7 separate regions of the Mus musculus genome follow, and regions 1, 2, 3, 4, 5 and 6 are each linked to region 7. A link is a contact called in public HiChIP or PLAC-seq data. All regions are on one chromosome and are shown on one strand. Each heading gives the region's core, a stretch centred on a gene start, on an enhancer-like site or on the middle of the called end of the contact. The rest is flanking DNA. Distances are from core to core; before and after follow the strand shown.

Region 1 (3,913 bases), core at 891-3,390, 760 kb after region 7:
CGGTAGTTTTAAGTTAGTTATTCTAAAAGATCAGGGCTGGAAAGAAGCTAAAAACAATTGTTGGAAAAGTATGAAGACTGTGCCTGGCAGAGCACAATGTGCTTGTGTCAAAAATGGAATCTTATTACTTAATTATAATGAAAGTAAAATTGAAAATAACATAAATACAGTGAATTTGTACAGTTCAAAGGTAAACAATGGAATACAATATAAGTTGTAACTTGAAAGTAGTTCTCAAGGGTAAATCATTTTCAGCTAAATTACTTAAAACTCATAGGACACATTTATTGGGTAAAATAAAATGAATTTTAAAAATAATTAGTCTTTATGAATTAAAGCTGATATGTTAAGTTAGAAGATATTGTTATATTAAAGGTAAAGTTATAAGGCAAATAAAAATGAAATAAGTTAATAAGGTAGAAAATAAAGACATTAGAATATAATAAGATATTTGTTGATTAAATATATACTAGAAATCTCAAAATCCCAAACTGAATATTCCAATAGAATATTACGGATCTCATTTCAAATTCTAACAGATTTCAAAATCATTTAATATACTGATTAAACTTCATTTTGTAGTAAGTATAGACAGAACAAAGATAGAGAAGAAGCAGCTAAATAAAGGATGATAAATATCAAGAATTGCTAAAATATTATTATTAAGTGAAGTGATATGGTTTTGGAGTAGGGATAGGCAAGTCAATTTAAACTCCTAGTTATAAACACAAATCTTTCTAGGAGACCCATGCCCAACACAAAACGGACCCCCAATAGATTCCTGGATTATGTCTACATTGTTATTGCTCAGCGTGCCATTTAAGGTGGGAAACAACATAGACCTGTGCTGTCGCCACAACATTGGAAAAGATCGTATTGATCTAAAGATTTGGGGACAAAGGAGTTTTCTGGATTATATCCTTGATTTATTGTCTTTGCCAGATTAATTCTTCTTTGTCCAGAGCACCACCGGAACACGGGATGGATGAGTCACCTGTATTTACATATGCCTCTCCTCACTTCAATCAATGCTCCTCCATACCATAGCAAGAACTCACAGTCAGGCGAGAAAAATTGAGTAAAATAGCCACTGGCAGGACTGGTGAGATGACCAGAAGAGTCCCTTCCCTAGATCCTCTGTTTAAAAAAGAAAAGCCAGGTAAGGAAACCGGTGATCATGACTCCAGTGCTGACCCTGTCTGCAATAAGATGTAAACAAATAAACAAACAAACAAATGGAAAGAAAGAAGAAATAGAACAGGGTTGTTACCCTTGAGGCAGAATACTGAAGTTGTCCTATGGCCCACTACCACGTACACAGATGTTCATAAATATGGGCATGCATGTGTGTAAACACACACACACACACACACACACACACACACACACACACACACACACACGACCAGCATCAAGGAATGATGTTTTTCCCCTCACGTATTTTCCTTAGCTGGAGCATCTGGGACATCCTAGAGGTGATGACATTTCGAAAAGCAAGGGAACAACTAATCCCCCCCCCCTCCTGTTGACCCTCTCAAGTGTTAGTTTGCACACGTGATCAATTGCTTACAAGTCCCTCATAGCTATAACCTAATCTAGAATTTAGGTATCAATTTAGGCTTATAGATATCAAAGTACAAGATAAATCTCTTCTAACACTACTTAAATCAGAGATCACTTAAGGTAGAGTTCAACATAAGGGCCTAATGCAGTGAATTGTCTCATGGGCCACCATGTGTATAGTAGAGTGTATACATTCAAGACGTCCATAAAAAGCAGTCTGTCTAGGTTGTTTCCTAGTGCAGATAGGAAAAGAAGGAAGGTTCTTCCTAATAAGTGAGTCTCTGGACTGGTAAGCCAGGGAACTGATGGATTAGATCATTAGGTAAAATGCCTCTATAAGTAAGATTTGCCAAGTTTCTAATGTTACTAATCTTTAGAGCACCGTAAAACTTGCAGTGGATTTACACGGAGCAATTATTTTGAGTACAGGGAAGAAAACCTCATTACTCAGAGTTATTACTAATAATCACCATCATTACTGGCAAGAGGGCAGTAATATGGCGAGTTATACTAGGTTAGTACCAGAGAGAGAAAACAGAAAAACCCTCCCCTGAGGGCCTGTAGTCAGTGAGCAATTTGCATAGACAGCTTGCAATAATGAGCTGTCTGTTAGAAGGTCCGGGGCTCCTGTGTTACTACTCTTCAAAGGGGAGAATTCCCTGTGAATTTAACTGTTGCTCCTTGAACAACCTCTGAAGTGTGGATGCAGTCGCTGCCTTTATTGTTAAGGTTGCTTAACTTCAATGCAAGTTCATCCTCAGATCAGTATGGAAATATTTTACAGTATATTTAATGGAAACACATTGCTGAAAGAGAAATGTAACACATGAGTTGGCTTTGCTTATAAACATACAAACCTCATCGTTTTCCAGACAACTGCATACTAGGCAAATCTTAATGTGAATAGATGCACAAATAAGAACTTCTTTCTGAGAACAACCTGTCTAAAGAAAGGTTGTACTCACATTTAAAAAAAAAAAAGATTTTCCCTGTGATTTGATAGCATTATCTAATGTGAAAGAAATGGACTTGTATTGCACACTGTCAATAGATGATACAGTCTATTCAAACGGCAATGAAAGTATATTTTTCTGTGGAAACAGTTTTGCCACTGATTAAGGTTTGATAGAGTCATTTATCATGGTGGTGGGGAGTTCTAGTTTTCTTGAATAAACTGAAATTTTAACCTCAAAGGATTTTACACACGGTCAGAGAGTAATGGCTCCCATGTAAGGAGACTACAGTTTTGACATGGTAGTGTGTGCATGGTTATTTGAAAGAAAAGTAATGTACTCAATGCAAAGATGCTGAACTGTGATTAAAACCACCAAAGGCAAGCAGGTTCTCTGCACATGATAAACATCTTTGTAAGCATCCTAAGAGAACAAATGTCTACGTCAGAAAGATGGCTTTGATAACATACAAACATGAGCTAAAACCAATTTGTGGGTTAATTTCAAAGAATTGTGCTGTAAACTGAAAGAATTATCTAAAATCTCTTACTTCTTTGTTAGTACGTTTAGAAATACTGATGGCAATACAGTTGCTCCATAAAAAATGTATGTAAGTAAGGTTTTTGGCATTGTATATATGTACATATGTATATATGTATGTATGTGGATATATGTGCATGTTATTCATGGATATTTGGATTCTCTCCTGTTGAGACTGGCATTTATAGACAGATAATCAGATATTTAGAGCAATAAAGAAATGTGTATTATATAAAATCCATACTTCTAGAAAGACTTTCAAAAATCAAGTTTAATAGTATAAACTATGAGATGAGAAATTTTCATTACATTTTCCTTCACAGATATAATATCGACAGATAAACACCTACTGTGTCTCTTTTCTTTTGGATTTTCATTGTTGATAGTAAACATCGATTAATGATATTATCACTGGTAATGATATTAGTAATCTACTCCCCTGTGTTTATAATACTGTTGGTACTATGATGTCTATGGACCTTCCATTATTTGCATTGTTTTAGAATATTCATGTAGATTTCTCTGTTAAAATATATTAGCATAGCTTAGTATCTTTTAGAGAGGTAATGGTTGCCTTCCTGTTTTATAGTTTTTATGAAGCAAAGCATTCATTTAATTTCCGTTAGATACTGCTTAAGACACTGTTCTCATAAGTGTATTTAAAAAGTAAGTTGATACTACACACGTGTAAGTACTGGACAGATAAGAAACACAACCATTCCCTGACATCACTGGTCTCTAGCAAGAACTTTCTTAAGTAAGATCACCTCCCAGGAAGGAGGGGAGAAAATATTTGCAAGAATGCCATGCTGGACTTGGCTATAGGTAGGCCTTAGAAACACCTCCAGCTTGTTCCT
Region 2 (3,930 bases), core at 1,203-3,702, 570 kb after region 7:
ATTGTCAAGTTTCCTCAGCCTGTGAAAAGGGTAACTGGGGGGGGGGGGGGTGTTAAATAGGTCTTTGAACAGAATAGGTCTTTACTCTCATGTACCATCATGAGCTTTATTGGTTGGCTGAACTACTTGAATTGAGAGGGGTCTCAGGTGTGGTCTCTGCCAAGGTGCTGACATCATAGAAGGGACAACACAGAATCAAAGAATGAAACAATTTGCCAAAGAAAGTAGAAATAGGCAATGGCCTGGATCAGCACCCAGATCTCCTCGCTCTTTCCATTGCATGGGACTCCAGGAGGAGATGTAGATAGAAATGGGGTTACTCACCATGGGCAATTTATATCAGAGATTTAAAAACCCTCAGCGCTGAGGGCTGAACTCATGGCTTGTGCATGCTAGCTAGGTAGTCACTGCCACTGAGCTGTTCTTCCATGGGGATGTTTTTCTTTAAATAAACATTTTATAAGCTATTTGAAGATTATATGAAGTATAGAATTTATAGTTCTCTGGAATTTATTTTTAGTTATTAAGTGCATGTACATAGACCACTGTCTTATTGAAACATACAAAGCCTGACATATTTCTTCATTTTAAACATTTGTTTCTATAAAATGTGTGCTCATGTGCGTGTGCGTACATGTGTGTGTGTTGTATGGATGTATGCATCTCAGGCCATTATCTACTCCACCTTAGTTTTTGTTGTTGTTGGGTTTTATATTTTTGATTGTATATTTGTGTGTACGTATGTGTTGCATGACATATATGTTTATGTATGTATATTTTTATATGTGTGTGTTCACATGTAGAATTCAGAGAGCAACCTTGGGTGTCAGTCCTTGCCTTTTATCTTGTTTGAAACAGGGTCTTTTTCTGATTTTCTAGTTCATACAAGAGACCAACTGGTCCTAGGGATCTTCTGTCTCCACTTCCCATAGAGGTTCAGGGATTGCAGGAGCTCACACCAGCCTTCTACTAAGGTTTTTATGCTCATGAAGATACATGTTTACCTTGGAGTGTCTCTACAACACTTGTTCATATTTTCTTGAGAAGAGGTTTAGATGAGTATTCAAGGCTGCCAGGTATCCTGGGCTAGCCTTGACCTTGGTAGCAATCCTTCTGTGTTCAGCTTTCTGAGTGCTGAGATTATAGACAGGAGCCACCACCTTTCTTCCCTTTCCTCCCCTCCCCTCCCCTCCCCTCCCCTCCCCTCCCCTCCCCTCCTCTCCCCTCCCCTGTCTTGTCCTCCTCTCCCCTCTCCCCTGTCCTCCCCTCCCCTGTCCTCCCCTCCCCTCCCCTTCCCTTTTTTGCAATTGCTTTAAAAAATACCTGAAATCTAATATTTACACAAAATGATTGGCCAGAGCATGGTAATTAGATATATGTATAATGTGGATGATCAAATCAGGATTCCCAGCATAGCTACCCCCTCCTCTTTTCTGGTTCTTCATAAAAAGTCTAAGTTGTTATAAATGATAATCATTGTAATCTGCTATACAACTTATTTCTTCCATGAACTGTATTTTGTGACTGTCACTCAGTCTTTGTCTAACTTTCTTTACAAACTCCAGTGATCTTTACTCTACTTTACATCCTTATACTGGCTTTAAAAACCTTTTTCGGGAATTATTTCACATTATTCCCTGCATATCATTTTTGATGCCAGTTTTTGAGTCATCCTGCTAGGTAACTTATGGAACAACAACAAAAGTCTTGTATTTCATTTATTTAAGTATTTTTTCCTTATGATCAGCATTCACCGGGGAGAAGTGAAGTTATGTCTTCAGGGTGTTAGACTCCCCATTCCAAGAATCCCAAGGCAGTCTCTGAAAGCCAAAATTCCAATCCCATTTTAAGTCACGAGATGAACTTTTGGTTCTTCAGCTCCAATTGTTAATACACTTCTCATGTACTTGTTATAGATCAAAAAGAAGAGAAAATGACCTGAAAACCATGTTCCTAACTGAGACAGAAAGCCTTGCTGTGTGCTGAAGGTCATGGGCTTTTAAACTTAGCTCCAGGAAGAGACCAAGGTAAGGTGTCTTTATTCTTTGAATGGGCATGAAAGCCTTTACATTTTTTTCTAAGTATTTTTCAATCAACAGAAGCTCCCTGTATGGAAGAGAGGAGCAGAGCTCAAAGGCAAGGGACAAGGCAATAAGGGAAATATTTGAGGTCAAGAGGTGAGCATGTGTGAGGAGCCAAGAAAAGAATTCCAGGGGAATCATTTGTAAGAAACAATGGGTCATGTCTTCTAGCCAAGGTCCCAGTGTACAAGCTTATGTTGGGCAATCCTTCTGTTTTCTTCTTGGACTCCTTGGTCTCATCAGTCTCTCACTCTCCAAATGTTTTACCTAGGAGTTAATGTAGTTTTTTTTTAGCTCTATGTGTTCCCTGAGGAGTAGGAGAAAGGGCACAAAAGTCTTTGTCACAGTTCACAGTCTCATTGGCTTGGCCGTCAACCAAAGAAGTATGATTCAGTGTAACTAGTCAATTTCCTGGGTGCATAAAAGAGACCTAGCCTTTCTTTTCCTTATTCCTAGGCGTGATTATAAAAGAAAAATCTCCTAGGGTGTTTGAGACATTTGAATTTCTTGTTTCACTTTCATTTATTTATTTATTTATTTATTTATTTATTTATTTATTTAAAAGTGTGCAAATGCCATATGGAGACCTTTTAAGAATTGGTTTTCTGCTTCCACAGCTTGTTCCTAGGGATTGATCTTGGGTAATCAGGCTTGGTAGCAAGTGTTTTTGCCATCTAAGGCATATTATCAACCTCTGCATATGTGTGGTTTTAATTAGACATATATTTTTTGGAAGAAATTTTGGAGTCTTTTACTTTTTTTCTTTTATTTTGAAAAGCAATCTATGCTTACTTCATCCTCATGTCAGGCATTGTATTTGAAGGTCAGACATGTTTTGTAGATGGGAGAGATGATATAAGCCATGCAAGGATCGGGTATCAACTTATGTAATCTTCATGATTTTCAACAAAGAAAAATCATCTGGTGGTTGATACTGCTTGCCAGTCATTAAGTATTTGCTTTATAGGTCAATTTTAAAGTTGGATCAGTGATGAGAAAACCTCCAATATAACAAACATTAGCAACTCTCAAGGATGTCGTGTGTGTGTGTGGGGGGGGGGGAGGAGATTCGCATTGAAGAATCTGCCGTGTGATGCTTTTTCTTCTCCAGTGCCTCTGTCTTAGACTTTGGCACAAAATAACACATCATACTCTTCATGCCCCTGGGGTACGAAATACTACTCTCCACTTTGCATATCTGATGGTGAGTTGGTTTTACAAAACCTACCAGATCTGTCCTTTCTCCCTATAATGACTTATCAATTCCATTATCATTCAGTTAAGTAGGGGAGCTTACTTAGTTGGCTACACTTCCCAAGGAATTAAAGATAACCATCATCAATAAATATTTATTGAGTGTGCTTTTATGGTTAAGAGACTTTACCAGGCACTGTACAAAACCTGATTACGAGCCCACAGCTACTGCCCAAAGCAGCTAGCAATCTAATTACAGATAATCCACAGGAGATAAGTTCTTGCCAGGCAGGCCCACAATGTTCATAATGGAAGTGGAAGGGGGGGAGGGGGCGGACAGAGAGACAGAGAGACAGAGACAGACAGAAAGGGAAGAACAAGAAAAGGGAGAAGAGTTCACTTTATTGGGTTACTATTTGACATTTCTCTCCCCTTATCTTTTGTGTTTATTTCAAGCTGGATTAAGGAAAATAGATTTCAATTTGAGCAGATACTAAAATCCTTGAGGTCCTGTAGAGTAATGATGAAATCTAAGACACACTTCATAATTCGTCTCTACTCCTACCTCATTTGCTTTGTCTGCATCCCTAGGCTCGCTCACTAATTAATGCCATTCCCAGGAGGAACAAGTGGCCTCCTAAGACCTTTCCAGTGA
Region 3 (3,612 bases), core at 925-3,424, 720 kb after region 7:
TTGAGAAGAGTTTTTGCTATCTTAGGTTTTTTGTTATTCCAGATGAATTTGGAGATTGCCCTTTCCAATTCGTTGAAGAATTGAATCGGAATTTTGATGGGGATTGCATTGAATCTGTAGATTGCTTTTGGCAAGATAGCCATTTTTACTATATTGATCCTGCCAATCCATGAGCATGGGAGATCTTTGCATCTTCTGAGATCTTCTTTAATTTCTTTCTTCAGATTTGAAGTTCTTATCATGCAGATCTTTCACTTCCTTAGTTAGAGTCACGTCAAGGCATTTTATATTATTTGTGACTATTGAGAAGGGTGTTGTTTCCCTAATTTCTTTCTCAGCCTGTTTATCCTTTGTGTAGAGAGAGGCCATTGACTTGTTTAAGTTAATTTTATATCCAGCTCCTTCACCAAAGCTGTTTATCAGGTTTAGGAGTTCTCTGGTGGAATTTTTAGTGTCACTTATATATACTATCATATCATCTGCAAAAAGTGATATTTTGACTTCTTCCTTTCCAGTATGTATCCCCTTGACCTCTCTTTGTTGTTGAATTTCTCTGGCTAGGACTTCAAGTACTATATTGAATAAGTAGGAAGAAAGTGGGCAGCCTTGTCTAGTCCCTGATTTTAGTGGGATTGCTTCCAGCTTCTCACCATTTACTTTGATGTTGGCTACTGGTTTGTTGTAGATTGCTTTTATCATGTTTAGGTATGGGCCATGAATTCCTGATCTTTCCAAGACTTTTTTTTTATCATGAATGGGTGTTGGATTTTGTCAAATGCTTTCTCAGCATCTAATGAGATGGTCATGTGGTTTTTGTCTTTGAGTTTGTTTATATAATGGATTACATTGATGGATTTCCTGATATTAAACCATCCCTGCATCCCTGGAATGAAAACTAATTGGTCATGATGGATGATTATTTTGATGTGTTCTTGGATTCTCGTAGCGAGAATTTTATTGAGTATTTTTGCATCGATATTCATAAGGGAAATTGGTCTGAAGTTCTCTTTGTTGGGTCTTTCTGTGGTTTAGATATCAAAGTAATTGTGGCTTCATAGAATGAGTTGGGTAGAGTACATTCTGCTTCTATTTTGTGGAATAGTTTGTGAAGAACTGGAATTAGATCTTCTTTGAAGGTCTGATAGAACTCTGCAGTAAACTCATCTGGTCCTGGGCTTTTTTTTTGATTGGGAGACTATTAATGACTGCTTCTATTTCTTTGGGGGATCAAAATAAATCTTAATCTGTTAGTGTGCATTGATTTTTCGCTAATAAGATGTACCATTTTACATAGAGCTCTTTGGGTATGAGTGCATTTTCACTGTCTTAGAAACTCAGCTTCTCTTTTACCAGTTTTTCCTAACATTAAGAAGAAGATAGTGTGAATTTGTAGTTAATAAGATGAATGGAGCAAGCTGAACCATGTATTTTGTGAAACATTATATCTTTCCCAACACTGATAGAATAATATTTGTGGATTTATGTAGAAAGATGGAATTGTTATAGTGAAGAGTCATGGGAGACCTAGGGATACACAAAGGCTATAGTCCTATGGATTAGTATACACTGAGGCTATATGTGTTTTTTAAAGCAATATTACATCTACACCTTCACTTCAGTGAACTCAGAACTCTTAGTATTTGTTTTTAACACAGCTCCATCCAACATTAGAGCACAAGTTTTTGACTGGACAACTTAGAGTCCCTGGATTTAAAAAAAATTTTTTTTTTATAAAATAACGTAAAAATCAAGGATGGTAAAGGAAGACTACTGTTTCATATTTGTAGGTTTGGGAAGCAAATTGCTTTACAAATGGCTGTGCCTCAACAAAGTTGTGTCTCTTGCTTCATTTTTACATAAAACAGATCATATCAAAAGAAACAATTACTACATGAAAGTAGATGTAGATTTATTGATCATGCCTAAATTGAAATCTGCATGTAAATGTCAGAAGGAAGATGAAAGAATGGGAATTCTCAGGGTTGGTGCTTATTGAATCATGAGTACGATCATCACTAGATCTAATGCTTCAGAACCATTTCCAGGATCAAAAGTCCAGCCAACAAAGATGATGGCACAGTGATTCTTCATTTCAGTCACACACGGATGACACGGTTTAATTTTGCGAGCAATTGATTGGTATGAAGAGTTATGATAAAAATCACAATTAAAACATCACTAGATGTGAAATCTACAGAAGATCACAAGAGGGGGAAACCCCTCAGGAAGCTAGGTCTTCATCACCATGTAGATTTCATCAACAAAGCAAAATGACCTTTAATGAAGAATGCGTAGGATGGAATTTTAGTTTCCTTGAGATTTTTTTTTGTTTTTATTAATTTTTATTTGTATGCAAAGGAACATATAGGTTAGAGTATGTGTTTAAAGTCAACAACTAAATTTAGAAAATGGATATACATTTTTTATTATTTTTATTTTTTTTTTACAGTCCAGCTGTTGCCCCTCTCCCAGTACCCCCTCCCACAGTTCCTCATCCCATTCCTCCTCCTCCCTGTCTCCAAGAGGATGTCACTCCCCCCACCCCCAGCCAGGCCTCCCCACTCCCTGGGGACTCAAGACTCTCCCGGGTTCTGCCTGTCTTCTCTCACTGAAACCAGACCAGGCAGTCCTCGGCTGTATATGTGTCAGGGGCCTCAGACCAGTTTGTTTATGCTGACTGGTTGGTGTCTCTGTGTCTGGGAGATCTCAGGGGTCCAGGTTAATTGAGACTGCTGGTCTTCCTATTGGGTCACCCTACTCCTCAGCTTCTTCTAGCCTTTTCCTAACCTAATCACAGTGGTCCCCAACTTCAGTCCAATGGTTGGGTGTCTCAGTCAGATGCTTGTTGGGCCTCCCAGAGGACAGTCATGCTAGGCTCCTGTCTGTAGGCACACCATAGCATTAGTAATAGTGTCAGACCTTGGAGACTCCCCTTGAGATGGATCCCAAGTTGGGCCAGTCATTTGACTGCCTTTCCTTTAGTCTTTTCTCTATTTTGTTCCTGCAGTTCTTTTAGACGGGAACAATTCTGGGTCAGAGTTTTTGACTGTGATATGGCAAACCCATCCCTCCACTTGAGGTTCTGTCTATCTATTGGAGGTGGACTCTATGAGTTCCCTGTTCCTACTGTTAGGCCTTTCATCCAATTGAATCCTGAGAGTCTCTCACCTCCCTGGTCTCCCATAGTTTCTAGAGGGTTTTCCTACCTCCCATCCCCCTACTCCAATGTTGCATATTATCATTCATTCATTCATTCTGCTGGCCCTTGGGGCTTCTCTCCTGTCTCCCCCCAATACCTGAACATGTTCCCCCTTTCCCCTCCCCATGCTCTCTCTCTTGCAGTTTCCTCCTCCTTCTGCCTCCTGCTATTACTTTATTATCCATCCCAAGTGGGATTGAAGCATCCTCACTTGGGCCCTCCTGTTTGTTAACCTTCTTAAGTTCTGTAGTTTGTATTCTAGGTATTTTGTAATTTTGTTGCTACTGTCCACTTATTAGTGAGTACATAACATGAATGTCCTTTTGGGTCTGAGTTACCTTACTCAGGATGATATTTTATAGTTCCATCCTTTTGCCTGCAAAACTCATGATGTCCTCATTCTTAATAGCTCA
Region 4 (3,716 bases), core at 792-3,291, 630 kb after region 7:
CTTGACCTGACTGAGTAGTAGAGGAAAATAGACGTTAAAGCCTGGGAGAACAGACACAACTATCTAATAGATCCTATTTTCTAAAACAGCAGAAATTTGATTGTGGAAACCAACGACCGAAGACATTAAATTTTGTACTTCCTGGGAAATACTCTTGGCCCTACTTGGTTTCTACTTGATTTGAGACCTTGGGGTTGTTGGTGTCAGAAGATGCTACCAATTAAGCTGTGGCTTTAGTTAGCCCAGTTGCAATATCTCCTTAGGAGTCTCTAACCAGAACTAGGAGGGAGGAAGGAGATGGGAGGTCAAGAACGGAAGTGGGAAGCAAGAGCAAGCAAACACATGAAACAATATCTGTTCTTTTTCAATAATCAAAGCAAAAATGCTTAAAATTTGCAGGGTGACTTGGTCATGCTGAACAGAACCTATGACAATCTCCAGAGTCCTGTTTCTAATGGTTTTGAATTTATGCCCCCCCCCCCTCTCTCACACACACACAGACACACACACACAGACACATACAGACACACACACACACACACATCATCATCATCATCATTCTGGGCAAATCTAACTTTCTGTCAATCTGTATAGTAAGGCAAAGAAAAGAGTTATCACTTACACTTGCATTAATCATATTAGACCCTATCTTAGGCTGGCATCAAAATGTAAGCTTCAATAAATCCTATAATTATAGATGAATGAATTCTACCAACAACCTAGAGAAGCCAAAAGTGGATCCTATTCTAGTGGTGTCTGTTGATCACCAAAAAGTGTCTGTTACCTTTGTCGTGATTTTGTGAAGTCCCAAGGGGAGAAGCTACACTTAGAGAGCTCACTCACAGGGACTGCCAAGGATTATTCACAGTTGTTTTATGCTATTTGGTCTTGGGATCATTAGATAGTGTATACCTTTTCCACTAGTTGTCAAGCTGGAAGGTTGTATTTCCTCTCAGACATCAATCTGGGTACAGGACACATGTCTATAATCCCAGCACATATGACCCTATGCACAGCTTCAGCTTTGAATCTTAAAACCCCTTTGTGTTTATGAGAAACCTAAATATGGAGTTACATGGCAGAGTGTGCTAGCTGGTTCTTAATGCTGGAGTGTGACCACTCACTCATAGTGCTCAGACCACAAGCTTGGGTTTTGATATTTACCCTGATGTTTTAATGACACAAATAGGCCACATTTGAAAGCAACAATGTTGAAATTTTTGGCTATACTTTCTTTTTTTCATAATGCCCTTTAGTTGTTTATTTATTTTTGAAAATTTCATAACATAGACTCATAGAGAGCCCTGTGTCTTTTTTGTTTGATTTTTCTCAGATCTGTTTATTAAATTTTTATTTGGACACAATTGCCATAATCGCTACATCATCCTAATTGTGTAAATAATGAAAATCATTTGATTAAAATATTCTAAAATGTTTACCCCCACTCAAGAGGTGACATGGCAATGTAAAACCAAAAATTAAAATGTCAGTGTAAACCAGATGAATTCAACCAGGTCCCTAAGATTCACTGGTCATATTATCAGCTTGTACTTAATTTTATGTTTCTTATTCCTTAAATTCATGGACATAATATCAGGCAGTCTGATATTTTCTGCTCTGCCTTGCTTCCTTTTAGAGACATAAATACTAGAAAAGTTCTGTTACAAAAACATGAATTTAGGTATGTAAATATTCTAATTGTATAAAGACACATTGAGGTTGAAATCACGATAAAATTTTCTCCTTGATTGCATGGAGATCACAAAGCCATGGAGGGGAGACCACAGAACCACAGAGGAGACCACGGAGCCTTCTCAGCAGCAATTTTCTCCCCTTTTTTACTTTTTTTTGGGGGGTGAAGTCTCTTCTTATAGAAAAATGCAAGTCATTGGGAAGCCACCATCATTCATCTGTGTACTCATTTGGAGACCATTTATTTAATGTTAAACAGATATATCAGCCGCATGTTTAATACACATTAGTTGATGATACACCCAAGGGAATGTGGAGTGTTCAGGAGAATAAAAATCCTTGAATCTATGCAGGCCTTCCAGGGAGGCTTCGTTTCTTTTGTGCTCCACTCAAGGACCGTGTCTCAGCTATAGAGTGTCAGGGAGCTCCTTATCACATATTCAATCAATGACATCAAAGATACTTTAATCCACAGTCATCAATTCCTTGCTCTTACTAGGTTATTACAGCCATTTGGAATAGCCCTTTTACTACTGATGCTTAGATACAACTTACTAATACTTAGATCTAATGTACTGTGCCATGAGGAGGTTTGCCCAGGACAGATCTCAAACTGCCCCTGATAGCCATTGGTCAAGGATCTCAGTGGTTGCTCTCTAAAGAAAATGCTCCAGGAACAAATAATCTTGAAATATATAGTTTAATGTAAGTATTATTAAATAAAATAGTTTTTGTAAGGGGAGGTTCTGTCACTAAGGTCTTTTCCCCCAATTGGTTCCTGACTTGTCAATAAAGAAAGCTGGGGCTAATTGCTAGAGGGAAGGTACAAATGCAACTTCTGGGTCCTAAGAGGAAAAGGAGACACAGGGAAAATGCTTTGGAGGAAAGAGGACTCTGCAACCATGTAAAGCCTCAGGCAGCTAAGACCTCTGGTCTCTGGCCTCCTCTATGGGTAGATGGCCAAGGAGGTTGGTGGGTACCAGCTGATATAAGCTACTAAGTTTAGGGCGGAAGGAGAAATGGAGATAATAGTTGATGAGGGAATGCCTTTCCAGGCAGGAAGTATCTGTGCCCAGCACTCATGTCTAGCCGGAAAGTTCTAAAATAATAAAGCTGTCTGTGTGTGCTTTATTTGTGAATTCTAGGGTCTCAAGAGTGGGCTGGTAATACAACCTCTCCAGGAGCAATGGCAGGTAGGAATCTCAGATCTAAGCCTGGATAAACAAAAGTGAGCTGGGAGGGGCTGGTTGCACAGTTGGCTGCAGCTCCAGGCCAATGGTGGTAGGATGTTTTTAAAACTACACAGTAGTTTTAAACATCTTTTACTTATTTACATTGGAGAAATGGGCCTTAGTGTTTCGTTGACAACAGTGATGATTATAATAAAAATGTTTGTGTGTTGCAGAATTATTGAAAGTAGACTTCAACCATTGTTTTCTACATAAAAGTCCAGTATGAAGGAATTGATTTGTTAATTTCCTTGGTTTAATCATTTTACATTGTAAACATCTATCAGAATATTACACTGACCCCCATGAGTATTTACGACTATTGCTTGACAATTAGAAATAAAATGAGTAAACTGGACATTGTGGTGCAAGGTCTCTCTGATCTACACAGCAAGTTCCACATACTGAGATTCTGTCTGAAAATAAATATAAACTAAAAATACAAGAAATGGACTTTATAGAATTTAGTAATAATCACTAATACATTGTAATGCATCTGGAAAGTTTTTTTGTAGATTAAATTTGGTAGATAAGTAGCAGAAATCAGTACAGATGAGATGGTCTTGTCAAAAGAATAAATAAGTGTAGGGTGGCTGTGTCCTTGGCTTGTGTCCAGCAAGATTACCCTCCCAGCTCCTTTTCCAATGCTGGTCTATGAAAAGGAGAGTAAACAACCAGAATAAACAGGTATGTTCTAGACTCCTGTCAGTCACTGTGGTGAGCACTCAGTGTACGATGTTAGGCATTGGCAATTGGCTTGATGCTCTGAGAGGAGATCTGTGTGAACAAAAGTAA
Region 5 (3,957 bases), core at 425-2,924, 650 kb after region 7:
GATTTCAAATATGGATTCTAGCTCACTTTACCAGTATGTGTGCACAATAGAAGGTATTAGAGTGGGGATGGGCTGTGCAACTAGAAAGACCACAAGGGTAAGAAAGTAAGGTATTGGGACATAGTAGGAAACATGTGACACGAGAGCAGAAAGGTAGCACTGGGGTAGAAGAGCCACAGTAAACAGGAGCACAGGATGGAAGGAATGGAGATGGGTAATCAACAGGAACAAATTTTGTTTGAAGATGACATAGTAAAACCTATTGTTTTTGTTGCTTTAAAAGAAAAGAAGAGAAAAGAAAAAAGAAAAAAATCCAAACAAAAGCATTTTAGATATTCAAGTCTGTAAGCCTTTATGGATAGTCCAATGGACTTCCACTACATATGAAAAAGGTGACTGGGACTCTCCATTTCCTCGCCCACCTTTGGCTGAGCTGGTATCTTCAGATACTGCTCCATTGCAGCCTCTTGCCTTGTAGGTAATTTCTTAGAGACAATGCCACCTGTGCTGACTCTAATCACAAGCACAATCCAATTAAAAGCCATTATGCTAATGTGAATAAAGAAATGAAACAAGACAGTGAAATGTTTCCTTGGTGCCCAAAATAGTTGATTTCAAGGGGCATAAAAAAACTCCAGTAGATAGGTTGCCTCAGTGATACAATGTACATGCAAACCAAGCTACTGATTAAAATCTGGTAGAGTGAGAGATAAAAGTTTATCTGTTTAAAAGGGTTACTAGATGGAATGTCAACGGACACCTCTGTATGTTTTCTTTTAAACCTTTGGCTTCTGTCACGCATCGCTGAACACAAAGACTCCTTTTCTGTAAAGTTCTAATAGTGTTTATCTGGAAAACAAAATTGACACACTGTATCCTGAAAATGGCATTGCCATTTCCCTTTTTCCAGAAGAGTTTGTATATTTAATTAACATGGCCTACAGAGGAAGTTAGAGCAACCAAAAATGTTGATTCTGGGGATGGGGAGTTGATAAAGCTCTTGCTTGGCAAACAAGAGGATCACAGGATCTCCAAAGGTCAGTTGTGGCAACATGAGCCACTGTGTTGAAAAGATAACAGGAGTCTCCCTGGGCTCTGCTGAGCACCAGTCCACCTGAATCAGCATCTTCCAGGGTCAGTGAGAGACCTTGCCTTAAAAAATATGGTAGAGAGCAGTTATGGTAGACAGGCAATGTCTGACTGTGGCCTCTATTGAGTGTGCACACATATGCATATACACCTGAGAATATATACAAATACAAGCATATTCCTTTCTCAAAAGTGCTAAACTCAATGATTAGTTTCACTTAATAGCATTTTAATCAGCATTGAAGACTGGGCATGGAAGATAAGGGATGGAGAAGAGCATCAACAACAACAAATTTTATTTGAAGATACGATAATGAAGCATCATGCTGATTTAAACAAAGAAAGAAAGAAAAAGAAATCCAATGTTTCATACAGTAGAATATAAGAATCCTTATATTAGCAGTGTAACTGCATTGTTGGTCAGGGCAAGTTTACACAAAACTGCTCAAAGGGCCTGTAGAGATAATTTTCATCTATAAGACATACAAATGACCTGCACCATTTAGGTACACTAAATGGGGTACAAGATCAATAATCATAAGGGAAAATGCAAATTGAAACCACAGCATGATGTCACCTCACACCTGCTAGGATCAAAGGTGAGAGAGATAAGCATCGGCAAGATTATAGAGAAAAAGGAGCCCCTGTGCACTGTTGGTGGGAATGTAAATCACTACAGCCATTTTGGAAAAATGATATAATAAGGTTGTATGTTTGTAAGAAATTCAATAAATCTAGTAGGTTAACATTTTGGGGACTGACTGACTATTTTAGATTAGGAGGCCACAGAAACACTCTCTGAGACAATCATATATAACTTTAACCTGAGTGACGGTAGACACCCTGGTACAGATATGTTGGTGGATTCTCCCAAGAAGCTGAAGAGTTTGCTTGGTGACCTGAAGTTAGATATAGGATTGCTTACTCAATATGAAGCAACAAAACTCTCCAAGAGATGGAAAAATAGCAAAAGGATGAGAGGAGTCAGGGGAGTGTTTTAGTCTCTCTGTCTCTCTCTCTACCCCCCTTCTGTGTGTGTGTGTGTGTGTGTGTGTGTGTGTGTGTGTGCATGTGTGTGTGTGTGTGTGTGTGTGTGTGTTCCTAAACCAGAACACTATAAACAGGATCACTTTTAAAATAAAAAGTTTCTTGGATTCTTGATTATAGAGGCTTGGAAGTCCAGTGTTCATGCATTGTACTTGGTAAAGGCTTTCTTAAGGTATCAGAGCATGTGTAAAGACCTCATAAGGGAGGGAGGGGGGCTGGAGAAGGGAGGAGGGACACACACACACACACACACACACACACACACATACAGAGAGAGAGAGAGAGAGAGAGAGAGAGAGAGAGAGAGAGAATGAAAGCTCTATGTTAGCTAATATTAAGCTATCACCTGATTTGGTTGGATGATATCTTCAAGCCATCAGAGTATGTCATTAGGGGGTCAATCCATGATGATCTGTGGTGAAGAGTTTATGTTAATTGTGAACTGTAAAAATCTCATGTCAATGGACCAATAAGGTCAGATTGAGGACAGTGTATATGAGACAAGGAGATATAGAGAGTACTCCAAATGGAAGGCATTGGACTCTATCAAAGTTGGGTTAATTCATGTGTCAAAGTCTGACTTTTATTATCTAAGAAACAGAAAACAGCAATTTATGAGGCAATAAAGGAAAAATAAAATTAGCAATTACATGTATACATTTTTCAAAGAATAGCTAAAAGCAAATATTCAAAAATACTAATTATGATTACAGGTACAACTACAGACAAAACAAGGGTTAGAAGATCATAGGAAGAGTGTATAGGATGAGGAAGAAGCAACATTGAATGTTCTTTTCTAAAGATAAACTTCTAATTCACAAAAGGGTTTTGGTATGTTGGAGCACAGAGCAAAAATGCAAATGGGAAAGGAGATTTTGTTTAAATAATGTAATAGTTATTGTGTGTTATTTACTCTGAGTTTTGAGCAGTCATGTTTAAAGTATTGGTGGATCTTAGCAGTTAGAGCAATATCAGCATCCCAGAACATGGGAGGAGGATGCAGGGGGATCAGGAGTTTAAGATAAGACTACATGAAACCTCACCCCCGAAACAACAAAACAAACAGTAATAAAAAGACGCCCCATGCACAAGGACACATACATACCTCGCTGAGGAACCCCAGGCGTGAAGACATGCACATGCCCCTCTGGAAACTGACTTTATTTACTTTGGGTACATATTCAGAAGTGGCACAGTTGGTTAAGATAGCAGCTTATATTTGTTTTGAGGGACCCTCATGTCATTTTTCCAAAAAGGCTGTAATGATTTACATTCCCACCAACAATGTGCAAGGGCTCCTTTTTTCTCTATAATCTTGCCAATGCTTCTTATCTTTTACCTTTGATCCTACCAGGTGTGAGGTGATGTCATACTGTGGTTTCAATTTGCATTTTTTCTTATGATTATTGATCTTGTACCACATTTAGTGTACCTGTAGGTCTAGCTGAAAAATTCAGACCCTATGATGAGTTTTGTGTGAACTTACAGATATTATGAGTATGTTTCTTACAATTACAGAGCCTGGGAAGGCCAAGCTCAAGGGATTGACAGGTTTGCCATCTGCTTCAAGATGGCTCCTTGTTGTACATTCTCTAGAGACAAGCACTGAAACCTGAAGAGGCTTGCGTGCAGGAGATCCCTGGTGACACATCTTCTAGAAGGATCTTGATGCCTTCAAGCACAAGGAGTCCTCAGAGCTTAATTATCTTTCAAGGGTCTCACCTTTTAATATTGCCTCTGAGCTTAAGTTTCAACATTAAGTTTGGAGAGAATACAAATACTCAACCCATAGCATACGTGATAACAACTCCCCTTAAAAAT
Region 6 (3,762 bases), core at 609-3,108, 920 kb after region 7:
AAATGTAAATAATTAAATAAATAATTATTTTCCTGGTGTTTAGTTTTTAATAATCAATTTAATTCAGTGTAGTCCTTTCAAGTAAAAAAAAAAAATCAAATTGTTTAGGCAATGTAGATAGAGTTTATAAGACATATTTGCTGCTACATAAAGGTGTTTACCCTAAAAACACCTAGTTTTACTAACATAGAACTTCAAGAATGAGAAAGAGTGGTTAGACTCAGTTATAGACGCAAGCCAGCTAACTGAGTTTCCTTTTCATCCTGACTATGAATGTAAACACTTGCATTCTGAAAGCCTTAGGCAATCCACAGAAATTTAGGGATAATCCTTAAATCTGTTGTCAGTTAATTAAAACTGGAAGGCTGCCCAAGTATGGTAGAGCACACCTGAAACCCCAGTGCTCTGGAAGAGCAGGCAGGAGGACCAGGAACTTAAGGAGAATCTCAGCTACATAACAGGTTTCAGACCACCCTTGGCCACAGGAGAATCTTCCACAATAAAAGAAAAAAAATGAATGGAAGGAATTAAGAAAAGAAGGAAAGACAAATAGGCAGAAGGAAGGAGGGGTCCCCCATTTTTATGAAAAATGAAAAAAAAACCTTAATATTCTTATCCAGCATTAGAATAATAAACCATATAATATTATTTCAATATCTTTATTCAGAGAAAAACATATCTGCAAAGGAAAAAATTCTAACTCTAGGATGGAGAGAACCTTATTATCTAATCATACTATATTTTACAAAATAACTACTGTCCTTAGAGCCCAGGAGAAGGTTGAATTCTGCCAACAGGAAAGATGTCATGGTCCGCTGTGCTTTTCCTGTCATGGAGCAGCAACTAACAAGTACCAGGTACAAACAGCCGCTACCTGGGTAAGTGTGACAGCTGTAACAAAAGCTAATGCTAGGAGAGAGTTTCTAATCTTCAGATTTTATAAAATAATTGAATTCTAAGTGGGAGGTATATATTTTAATCACAAATTAACCACAGAAAATGAAGAGAAGTAGAAAGAAATGTCTCCCAAAATTAAATAATTTTAAAGAAGAAAAATGCAATTTCCACTAATGTATAATTGCACATTAGTGCACTCTTTACACTGTGTGGTCAGTGGGTGTACATTATTACCACAAGCCAGACATGAAAAATCCTTTATATGAAAGACAAGTATCATGTTGACCGACTGTGGATACTGACTAGGAGAGAAAGGTAATTCAGAGATGTGGGAATTTGTAATAATAAAAGAAAATCACATCTGTCCTGTATTATTAGAAGGGATTTCTTTCACCCTGGGCTGAATAACTTTTTGTTGTTGTTTTTGTCAAGATTTAAAAAAAAAACATTCATTTCTTTTCTTCTTTATGTTTGTGTTTTTGAAACAAGCAATGTCTCACTGTCTAGCCCACATCTGAACCACAGCATCAAATCATTCTCTCCCCACTCTGTCTGTCTGTCTTTCCCTACATCCCTTCATCCATCTTCCTTCCTTCCTTCCTTCCTTCCTTCCTTCCTTCCTTCCTTCCTTCCTTCCTTCCTTCCTTTCTTTCTCCCCCTCCCCATCCCTCTTGTGTCTTCTATGTACTATGAAGGAATTTAAAATAATTAAAGGAGTTGTGGCATTTTCTCATATAGCCCCTAAGGTGAAATGTGAAAGACACAGCAGCGTTGCAGTAAAACAATGTCAGCTGCAATTCCACTTCCTGGTGTGCGATGTTCACCCCACTACATCTGCCTGATTCTCCCCTTTGTCTCCTTTTCTTTAAATGCTCTATCAAAGTTAGCTTTCCCTGACACCTACTCTGAGACCAGAGCCTCTTTGATACTGCCAGGCACCCAATCATCTAAGGACTTTGCTTATTACTTTACCACTAAACCAACTCAAACTTCTGAGTCTCTACTTTTTCAAAGGACAGCAGCAGGACCTGTCTCTAGGGATCGCACTGACATTTAGAAAAAGCCTGCCAGACTTAGACTATGAGCAGAGTGGAAAGCTCTACCTCTGCTTAAGAATATATCAACAGCTGTGTTCCCAGGAACTGAGCTGAAGGAGGGTTTGAACCAAAATTCTGAGTCAATTTCCTAAGTCATGTGCACGAGGTGACAGCATCCTATTATATAAATTATAAAAGTCAAATATGGGAAGTTTTATTGAACTCGGATATTCTATAGATCTTAATTTCTATATTTTATTACTTAGTATTGTTTGACTAAATTGACTCATACATCTAGTCAGTTGATATACACATTGCTTTGTGAGAATCACTTCAGGCAAATTTCACTTGCAAGTTGCTTGATATAGTTCACAAAGCGGGGTGTGCCTTGTCTGTGTCCAGGTCGACCTTCAAGTGTGCTCATAAAAGTACAGACAATGGAGGTGGATTAAAGCACCCTAAGTGTCAATCAAGTGAAGAAATCAGAGGCATAAATTAAATTGCCACATTAACTTATATTATGTCCTGAATTTCAAGACTACAATCTGAAACCAGGTGTTGTGGTGGATGCCTATAATTCTAGTACTGTTGAGGCCGAGGCAGGAGAATGGGAGCCCCATAGAGCAAAGGCTGTGCAGCTAGACTGTTTCAAAACTTACAGAGGACAATGATTTGATAGTGTTCTTGGAAAATACCTTTATATTCAATGTATAAGTTAAATATGATTAAGTTCATATCATTTATATACTAAAAATCTCCAAATTAATTTTTAATAGTTTATTATATTATTTTCTTTCCTTAGTTTATGTTGTCCAAAAGCTCAAATCAGCAACCATTTTCTCTGGGTCTCATTTAGCAATAGAAGAGAAAGAACAGAAACTAGCACTATATATGGATTTTTCTGAAAGGTTTTTCAGTATTTGACAGATCATACAAGGAGTTTCAGAAAGAATCCTGATTCGTGTGTGTGATGAATTGCACTTTCTTTCTGTTTTATAAATGATTTGATTCGGTTTCTTTTGTTTGCATGTCCTGAAAGTCCACTTGGTTTTCACATAGTTACTTTTTCTTGGCTGTGGTATTACTTGGAAAAAAATGTGTCTTTTAAGAATTAATAGGGCCAGGCGGTGGTGGCGCACGCCTTTAATCTCAGCACTTGGGAGGCAGAGGCAGGTGGATTTGAGTTAGAGGCCAGCCTGGTCTACAGAGTGAGTTCCAGGACAGCCAGGGCTACACAGAGAAACCCTGTCTTGAAAAAAACAAAAAAACAAAAAAAGAAAAGAAAAGAATTAATAGGAGCTCCATTACATCTCAGTTATACTTTCGTGATATTGCTGATTATGATTTTCATGAGAGCGGTAGATTTCAGCAACCGACTCTGTCCCCATGACTGACCAAGAAACATACATGTTTTAAGACACATGAAGACAGTACTGTAGAAGCTTGTATGTAAAATCATCATCTTGCCCCCTCTATTTATCCTTTGAGCTGCTGTCATGCCACTTCATGTTTTATCATTAGAGAGTTTGATAGAACATACAGATATTATCAGAACTTTCAGAACATAACAGAAAGTGGATCAAATGTTGTGACATACCTAGAATCCCAGAGCTCTGATGCTAGGAGGACAATGAATTTCAGGTCAGTTTGGGCTACATAATAAGACCTTGTCTCAAAAGGAATGGGGGAGAAGGGATGAAAAACAAATGAACAAGAAACTTTGTAGCTTAAGGAAATAAGTATATGCATATATTCTTTTCTTCCAAGTATTTGTCACATTTTTTAAGCTTAGGTCATTCTTCACACATTTGTACTTATATATGGATTT
Region 7 (3,863 bases), core at 1,039-3,538:
CCATCCCCACTACTACATCTATTAGAGAGGCGCCCCTACTAGGGAAGCCATCCTTTTCAGAAGTATATTCTTTTTCAGTCTTTAAAAATACGTTCTAAGCCGTATAGACTAACATGTTCAGTTCTTGGCGTCAGCAGCTTTCTTTCTTGTCTCCAGAAGGATTTCTTTTGCGCATTAAAAAAATTATTATTATTATCATCTACATCTCGGTGCCCGGGACCAAAGAGATATGCTTACTCGAGACTTTTCTCGAAGCTGTGAACTAGGGACTGGCTGACTGATGCCTTATACAACTCATGAGTGATACAGCAATAGTATTTTTCCCTTTTAAACTCTCATTCTAGATCTTAATCCCGGGCCTTTTAGCAAAAATGTGTGTGCGGTCTTCTCTGCTTGTTTATGGAATGGTTTCCGGTGAATGTTAGACAGCAACTAAATAATTAAAAGGTTTTGAGAGCGCCGTGAGCTGGAAGAGATGCTGGCAGCTTGATTGGCCCAGGAGAGATGGGTTGGTCAAAGAGTGAAAGTAAAAAAATCGATATTCTAAGACTGGGCCGCCCTCATAAACGTGGGACCAAGGGGTGCAGGGTGAACTCAGAAGGGAGGGAAGACTCGTTTTTAAAAAAAAGGTATCTTCGTAATTTGTATTTAGAAATTCAGCCTTGATTTCAGTCAAAGATCAGATGTAAAAGGGGGGGGGGTGTCAGGAGAAGCTCCAAACCCAAGCCCGCAGGGCACATTTCTAAATAAATTTTGTCTTCTTCAAGGGTTGTATTGTAAAAAGAACGCACCTTCCCTCTCCCCGCACTCCACTGGCTTCAAGGTAGATATTGATGGCTTTTCTCCACAGTAGAATAGAAGAAGTTACTTGGAACTTTTAAGAAAGGGCTTGTCGGGAATCCAAGTTTTGAATAAGTGGGAAATATTATGGGGTAAAGAAATGAAGAGGGGATGACGCCTTCAGTTCCAGTAACCCTCTAAAGCCAAGCTCTCTGCCCTGGAGGGTGGAATGGGAACACCTCTTACACTGCCCTGGGGTGCACCCGAAGTCTCTTTCGGACCTTGCTCATCCGGGCAGTGTTTTCTGGACCCAGGCTGCAGAAACCTCAACGCCACTAGGGGATGCAGTGACTCAAAGGACGGAACAGGGCCGCAGAGGTTGGAGCCCGTGGGGCGGGGCGACTGCGGCCCGGTCGTGGTATCTCCCGATGATTGGTCCTTACAAATGGCCCCGCCCTCGTCCGCCCAGCCTCTCTACTGGGCGTCTTCCAGCCTCTCTCCTGTGTCAGCTTGCGGCCCTCCCACCAGACCCTGTCCCAGAGACCCAAAATGTCCAGGGAAGTTGCGGCTGGGTCCACCCCGGAGGTCAGGGTTGGATATTATAGAGGGGACCGTTTTCCTCGGGTGAAAGCAGAATAAAGTAGCACCCCGAGCTAGGCGAAGAGAAAAGTTAGGCTATCGCAGCAAAGATCAAGTTAGTTGTACACGGTACTTCGGGGACCAGTGAGCCTAGGTCTCGCTAAGCCAGCTTTTTATGCATCGCGTTGTCACTAAGGTCAAAAGCACACATTGATGATATCATTAGATCCGAAAAAGACAGCTGCAACAGCTGACGCTGTTCGTTCTGGAGAGGTTTGGGAAAGCAAGCAGAGACCATAACAATAACGCGGGCGTCCGAATCAAAGCCCAGGTCCTCCGCGCGATTCAGCAGCCTCCCGGAAAGCTGGTTCGGAGGCAAATCTTCAGTTACTTCGCCATGAAACTTTTCTAATCTGTTTTACATGCACATAGCCCCTAAGCTGATATAAACTGAAAAACGTTCTGGCTTGAATCCTAATTTAAAAGTTTGCTCATTTTTAAAAAAGTATCGAAAAGTCTGCTTATGGAAATTAGCTTTATGAATGGGGCAGCCGGGTTTCACTCGTACGGAATAATCTACTGAGCCCGAATGAATCGGCTTTGCTACATTTAAAGGGCCAGAGAGCGAATTCCCTCCTGCCTGTCCCCTCTGCCCCAAGCCCGGGCGGGCCTCGCCCACCCTGCCCGCGGCCCCTCTGCCCTAGGCGGCCCTTGGCGGCGCCCCTTTCCGGTCAGTAGAGGGGCGGGAGGAGGGGCGGCGGTGTGCCGGGGTGGGTGGGGGGGATGGGATGGGGGTGGAGGTGAAGTCCTGGAGCGGGTTTGGGTTGCAGTTTCCTTGTGCTGAGGATCGTGTCCCCTCCTGCCAGCGCCAGGCTCCTCCCCCTCGGCGCGGATGACACTAGAACCTCCTTAAGTTGCGTCGCGCCACAGCTGTCTGCGAACACTGAGCTGCCTGGCGCCGTCTTGATAGTTTCAGAAAGAATGCATTCCCTGTAAAAAAAAAATACTGAGAGAGGGAGAGGAGAAAGAGAGAGAGACTGAGAGAGCGAGACATAGAGAGCTACGCAATCTGACCGGGCAGGTCACACGCCTCCTCCTCCTCCTCTACGCTCCTTGCTACTCAGGTTGGTATTGTGACTTGTGACTTTTTTTTTTTTTTTAAGTTTGATATCACTCCCTCCTCTTGGAGGGACTGTTTGTGTGTGTGTGTTTGGGGGTTTGTTTGTTTGGTTTTTTGTAAACTAAAAGCTCAGCTTTCTCCTTTTGGAGGATTTGTAGTGGTTGGAAAGATCCTGGGGCCGGTGTCCTCCAGGGAGGACTTGTCCCCAAGTTTTAATTGCTTAGTCAGTCCTGGGCTCCTGCGAGCCTGGCTGTCGGAGGTGTGCTGCGGAGCTTGGCTTCTTTCCCTCCGGGTCTTCGCGTGCGTGTGCACGTCCCGGGTGAGTCGGCCCTGCAGGAAGCTTGCGAAGACCTAGTGCCCTCCAGAATTTCAGGTGTTAAAAGTTCTTACACCTCATTCAGGTCTCTCTTTCTCTCCCTTGCAGGTGATCGGAAGAGCAACCGTCTCTGAGCGCCAAGGAATCAGTGTGCAGTGTGGTCACACTCGGATTCCTCTCTCCCTCCTTTTTTTTTTTTTTTTTTTGACCCCTTTATTCCTCCGTGTCTGCTTTTTTTTTGGGGGGGGGGATCGCCCTCATTCTTTTCTTTTTCTTCTTTCCCTTCCTTTCTTTTGCTAAACTATCCCGCAAAGATTTTTCTTTCCTCCCTAAACCCTCCTTTTTGCTCTCCTTTTCTATACCCTTAACTGCAAACAAACCATTAAACGACCCCTCTCCTGGGCCTCCGACGGCAGGAGTCCGCGGACCTCCCAGGCCGACAGCCCTCCCTCTACCCGCGAGGGTTCCGGGCCGGGCGAGAGGGCGCGAGCACAGCCGAGGACATGGAGGTGACTGCGGACCAGCCGCGCTGGGTGAGCCACCATCACCCCGCGGTCCTCAACGGTCAGCACCCAGACACGCACCACCCGGGCCTCGGCCATTCGTACATGGAAGCTCAGTATCCGCTGACGGAAGAGGTGGACGTACTTTTTAACATCGATGGTCAAGGCAACCACGTCCCGTCCTACTACGGAAACTCCGTCAGGGCTACGGTGCAGAGGTATCCTCCGACCCACCACGGTGAGTCCACCTTGGCGCTGGAACCTTTTGGATCCGCGTTTGTTTTCCTGGGTCCACGAGACCGCCAGAGACCCTGGCTGGGCAGAGCAAGCCAAAGCTCCTAAGTGTGTTACTAGTTCATTTAAAAAAAGTATCGGGGGCCCGGAAATGGGCGAGGAAGCAGTGTCGCTGGTTGGGAGAGTTCTTCTTTTTTTCTTTTTTAAATAAAAGAGCGCACGTAGCAGGCACCTCTCTTTGCCGGTGTCCTTGGGGCCAGGCACACTCACCTGGCAAGCGCCGAAATGCAGTCCTGGTCCACACGAGGTTGTAGATTTTGCAGCCAGGGAG

Evidence for each region. HiChIP or PLAC-seq counts read pairs in DNA pulled down with a chosen protein or histone mark.
Region 1: a contact with region 7 is called in an H3K4me3 HiChIP or PLAC-seq map of the SCID.adh cell line, with 25 read pairs. The contact joins the enhancer-like site here to the promoter of Gata3 in region 7. A contact is called at or near these places in 5 of 39 promoter capture datasets (the 3T3-L1 cell line, 3T3-L1-derived adipocytes, embryonic stem cells and 2 more), 1 of 484 Hi-C or Micro-C datasets (group 2 innate lymphoid cells), 13 of 115 datasets of contacts at active chromatin or transcription factors (DN3 thymocytes, the SCID.adh cell line, T-cell acute lymphoblastic leukemia and 9 more) and 3 of 9 other capture datasets (adipose tissue, embryonic stem cells and liver).
Region 2: an HNF4G HiChIP or PLAC-seq map of pancreatic cancer cells shows a contact between it and region 7, with 8 times the contacts expected there. The contact joins the enhancer-like site here to the promoter of Gata3 in region 7. A contact is called at or near these places in 6 of 39 promoter capture datasets (the 3T3-L1 cell line, cranial neural crest, embryonic stem cells and 2 more), 1 of 15 datasets of contacts at CTCF or cohesin (the NIH/3T3 cell line), 3 of 484 Hi-C or Micro-C datasets (the N1E-115 cell line, adipose-derived mesenchymal stem cells and group 2 innate lymphoid cells), 15 of 115 datasets of contacts at active chromatin or transcription factors (the SCID.adh cell line, T-cell acute lymphoblastic leukemia, bone marrow-derived macrophages and 9 more) and 4 of 9 other capture datasets (adipose tissue, embryonic stem cells, liver and 1 more).
Region 3: a Foxp3 HiChIP or PLAC-seq map of regulatory T cells shows a contact between it and region 7, with 11 times the contacts expected there. The contact joins the enhancer-like site here to the promoter of Gata3 in region 7. A contact is called at or near these places in 4 of 39 promoter capture datasets (the 3T3-L1 cell line, HPC-7-derived erythroid cells, cranial neural crest and 1 more), 2 of 484 Hi-C or Micro-C datasets (the N1E-115 cell line and embryonic fibroblasts), 15 of 115 datasets of contacts at active chromatin or transcription factors (the SCID.adh cell line, T-cell acute lymphoblastic leukemia, astrocytes and 11 more) and 4 of 9 other capture datasets (adipose tissue, embryonic stem cells, liver and 1 more).
Region 4: a contact with region 7 is called in an H3K4me3 HiChIP or PLAC-seq map of the SCID.adh cell line, with 14 read pairs. The contact joins the enhancer-like site here to the promoter of Gata3 in region 7. A contact is called at or near these places in 7 of 39 promoter capture datasets (the 3T3-L1 cell line, cranial neural crest, embryonic stem cells and 2 more), 1 of 484 Hi-C or Micro-C datasets (uterus), 14 of 115 datasets of contacts at active chromatin or transcription factors (DN3 thymocytes, the SCID.adh cell line, T-cell acute lymphoblastic leukemia and 10 more) and 4 of 9 other capture datasets (adipose tissue, embryonic stem cells, liver and 1 more).
Region 5: a contact with region 7 is called in an H3K27ac HiChIP or PLAC-seq map of T-cell acute lymphoblastic leukemia, with 8 times the contacts expected there. The contact joins the enhancer-like site here to the promoter of Gata3 in region 7. A contact is called at or near these places in 2 of 39 promoter capture datasets (cranial neural crest and embryonic stem cells), 5 of 484 Hi-C or Micro-C datasets (Th1 cells, embryonic stem cells and uterus), 17 of 115 datasets of contacts at active chromatin or transcription factors (CD8 T cells, DN3 thymocytes, the SCID.adh cell line and 10 more) and 3 of 9 other capture datasets (adipose tissue, embryonic stem cells and liver).
Region 6: a contact with region 7 is called in an H3K27ac HiChIP or PLAC-seq map of T-cell acute lymphoblastic leukemia, with 16 times the contacts expected there. The contact joins the enhancer-like site here to the promoter of Gata3 in region 7. A contact is called at or near these places in 4 of 39 promoter capture datasets (cranial neural crest, hippocampal neurons, liver and 1 more), 9 of 484 Hi-C or Micro-C datasets (CD8 T cells, Th1 cells, Th2 cells and 4 more), 16 of 115 datasets of contacts at active chromatin or transcription factors (DN3 thymocytes, the SCID.adh cell line, T-cell acute lymphoblastic leukemia and 12 more) and 3 of 9 other capture datasets (adipose tissue, embryonic stem cells and liver).

The regions. Positions count from the first base shown.
Region 1 is chr2:9,115,923-9,119,835 of GRCm38.p6, reverse strand. No RefSeq gene overlaps it. Among named protein-coding and RNA genes, the nearest start is that of 1700061F12Rik, 72 kb to the left of the region's middle. Within about 2 kb of position 2,140, at least 7 of the 459 cell types and tissues checked have an H3K27ac peak or open chromatin away from gene starts, as enhancers often do. A contact at or near this core is called in DN3 thymocytes, the SCID.adh cell line, T-cell acute lymphoblastic leukemia and 2 more, where this site is marked.
Region 2 is chr2:9,309,058-9,312,987 of GRCm38.p6, reverse strand. No RefSeq gene overlaps it. Among named protein-coding and RNA genes, the nearest start is that of Gm13219, 41 kb to the left of the region's middle. Within about 2 kb of position 2,452, at least 7 of the 459 cell types and tissues checked have an H3K27ac peak or open chromatin away from gene starts, as enhancers often do. A contact at or near this core is called in the N1E-115 cell line and pancreatic cancer cells, where this site is marked.
Region 3 is chr2:9,154,378-9,157,989 of GRCm38.p6, reverse strand. No RefSeq gene overlaps it. Among named protein-coding and RNA genes, the nearest start is that of 1700061F12Rik, 33 kb to the left of the region's middle. Within about 2 kb of position 2,174, at least 2 of the 459 cell types and tissues checked have an H3K27ac peak or open chromatin away from gene starts, as enhancers often do. A contact at or near this core is called in regulatory T cells, where this site is marked.
Region 4 is chr2:9,247,781-9,251,496 of GRCm38.p6, reverse strand. No RefSeq gene overlaps it. Among named protein-coding and RNA genes, the nearest start is that of 1700061F12Rik, 60 kb to the right of the region's middle. Within about 2 kb of position 2,041, at least 2 of the 459 cell types and tissues checked have an H3K27ac peak or open chromatin away from gene starts, as enhancers often do. A contact at or near this core is called in the SCID.adh cell line, where this site is marked.
Region 5 is chr2:9,231,003-9,234,959 of GRCm38.p6, reverse strand. No RefSeq gene overlaps it. Among named protein-coding and RNA genes, the nearest start is that of 1700061F12Rik, 43 kb to the right of the region's middle. Within about 2 kb of position 1,674, at least 1 of the 459 cell types and tissues checked has an H3K27ac peak or open chromatin away from gene starts, as enhancers often do. A contact at or near this core is called in T-cell acute lymphoblastic leukemia, where this site is marked.
Region 6 is chr2:8,953,792-8,957,553 of GRCm38.p6, reverse strand. All of the region lies in intron 1 of Gm30957 (predicted gene, 30957), which reads right to left. Among named protein-coding and RNA genes, the nearest start is that of Gm30957, 8.7 kb to the right of the region's middle. Within about 2 kb of position 1,858, at least 4 of the 459 cell types and tissues checked have an H3K27ac peak or open chromatin away from gene starts, as enhancers often do. A contact at or near this core is called in the SCID.adh cell line, T-cell acute lymphoblastic leukemia and Th2 cells, where this site is marked.
Region 7 is chr2:9,877,025-9,880,887 of GRCm38.p6, reverse strand. It overlaps Gata3 (GATA binding protein 3), which reads left to right and starts at 2,288. Exons shown (of 6, transcript NM_008091.3): 1 at 2,288-2,483; 2 at 2,904-3,536. The coding sequence starts at 3,299.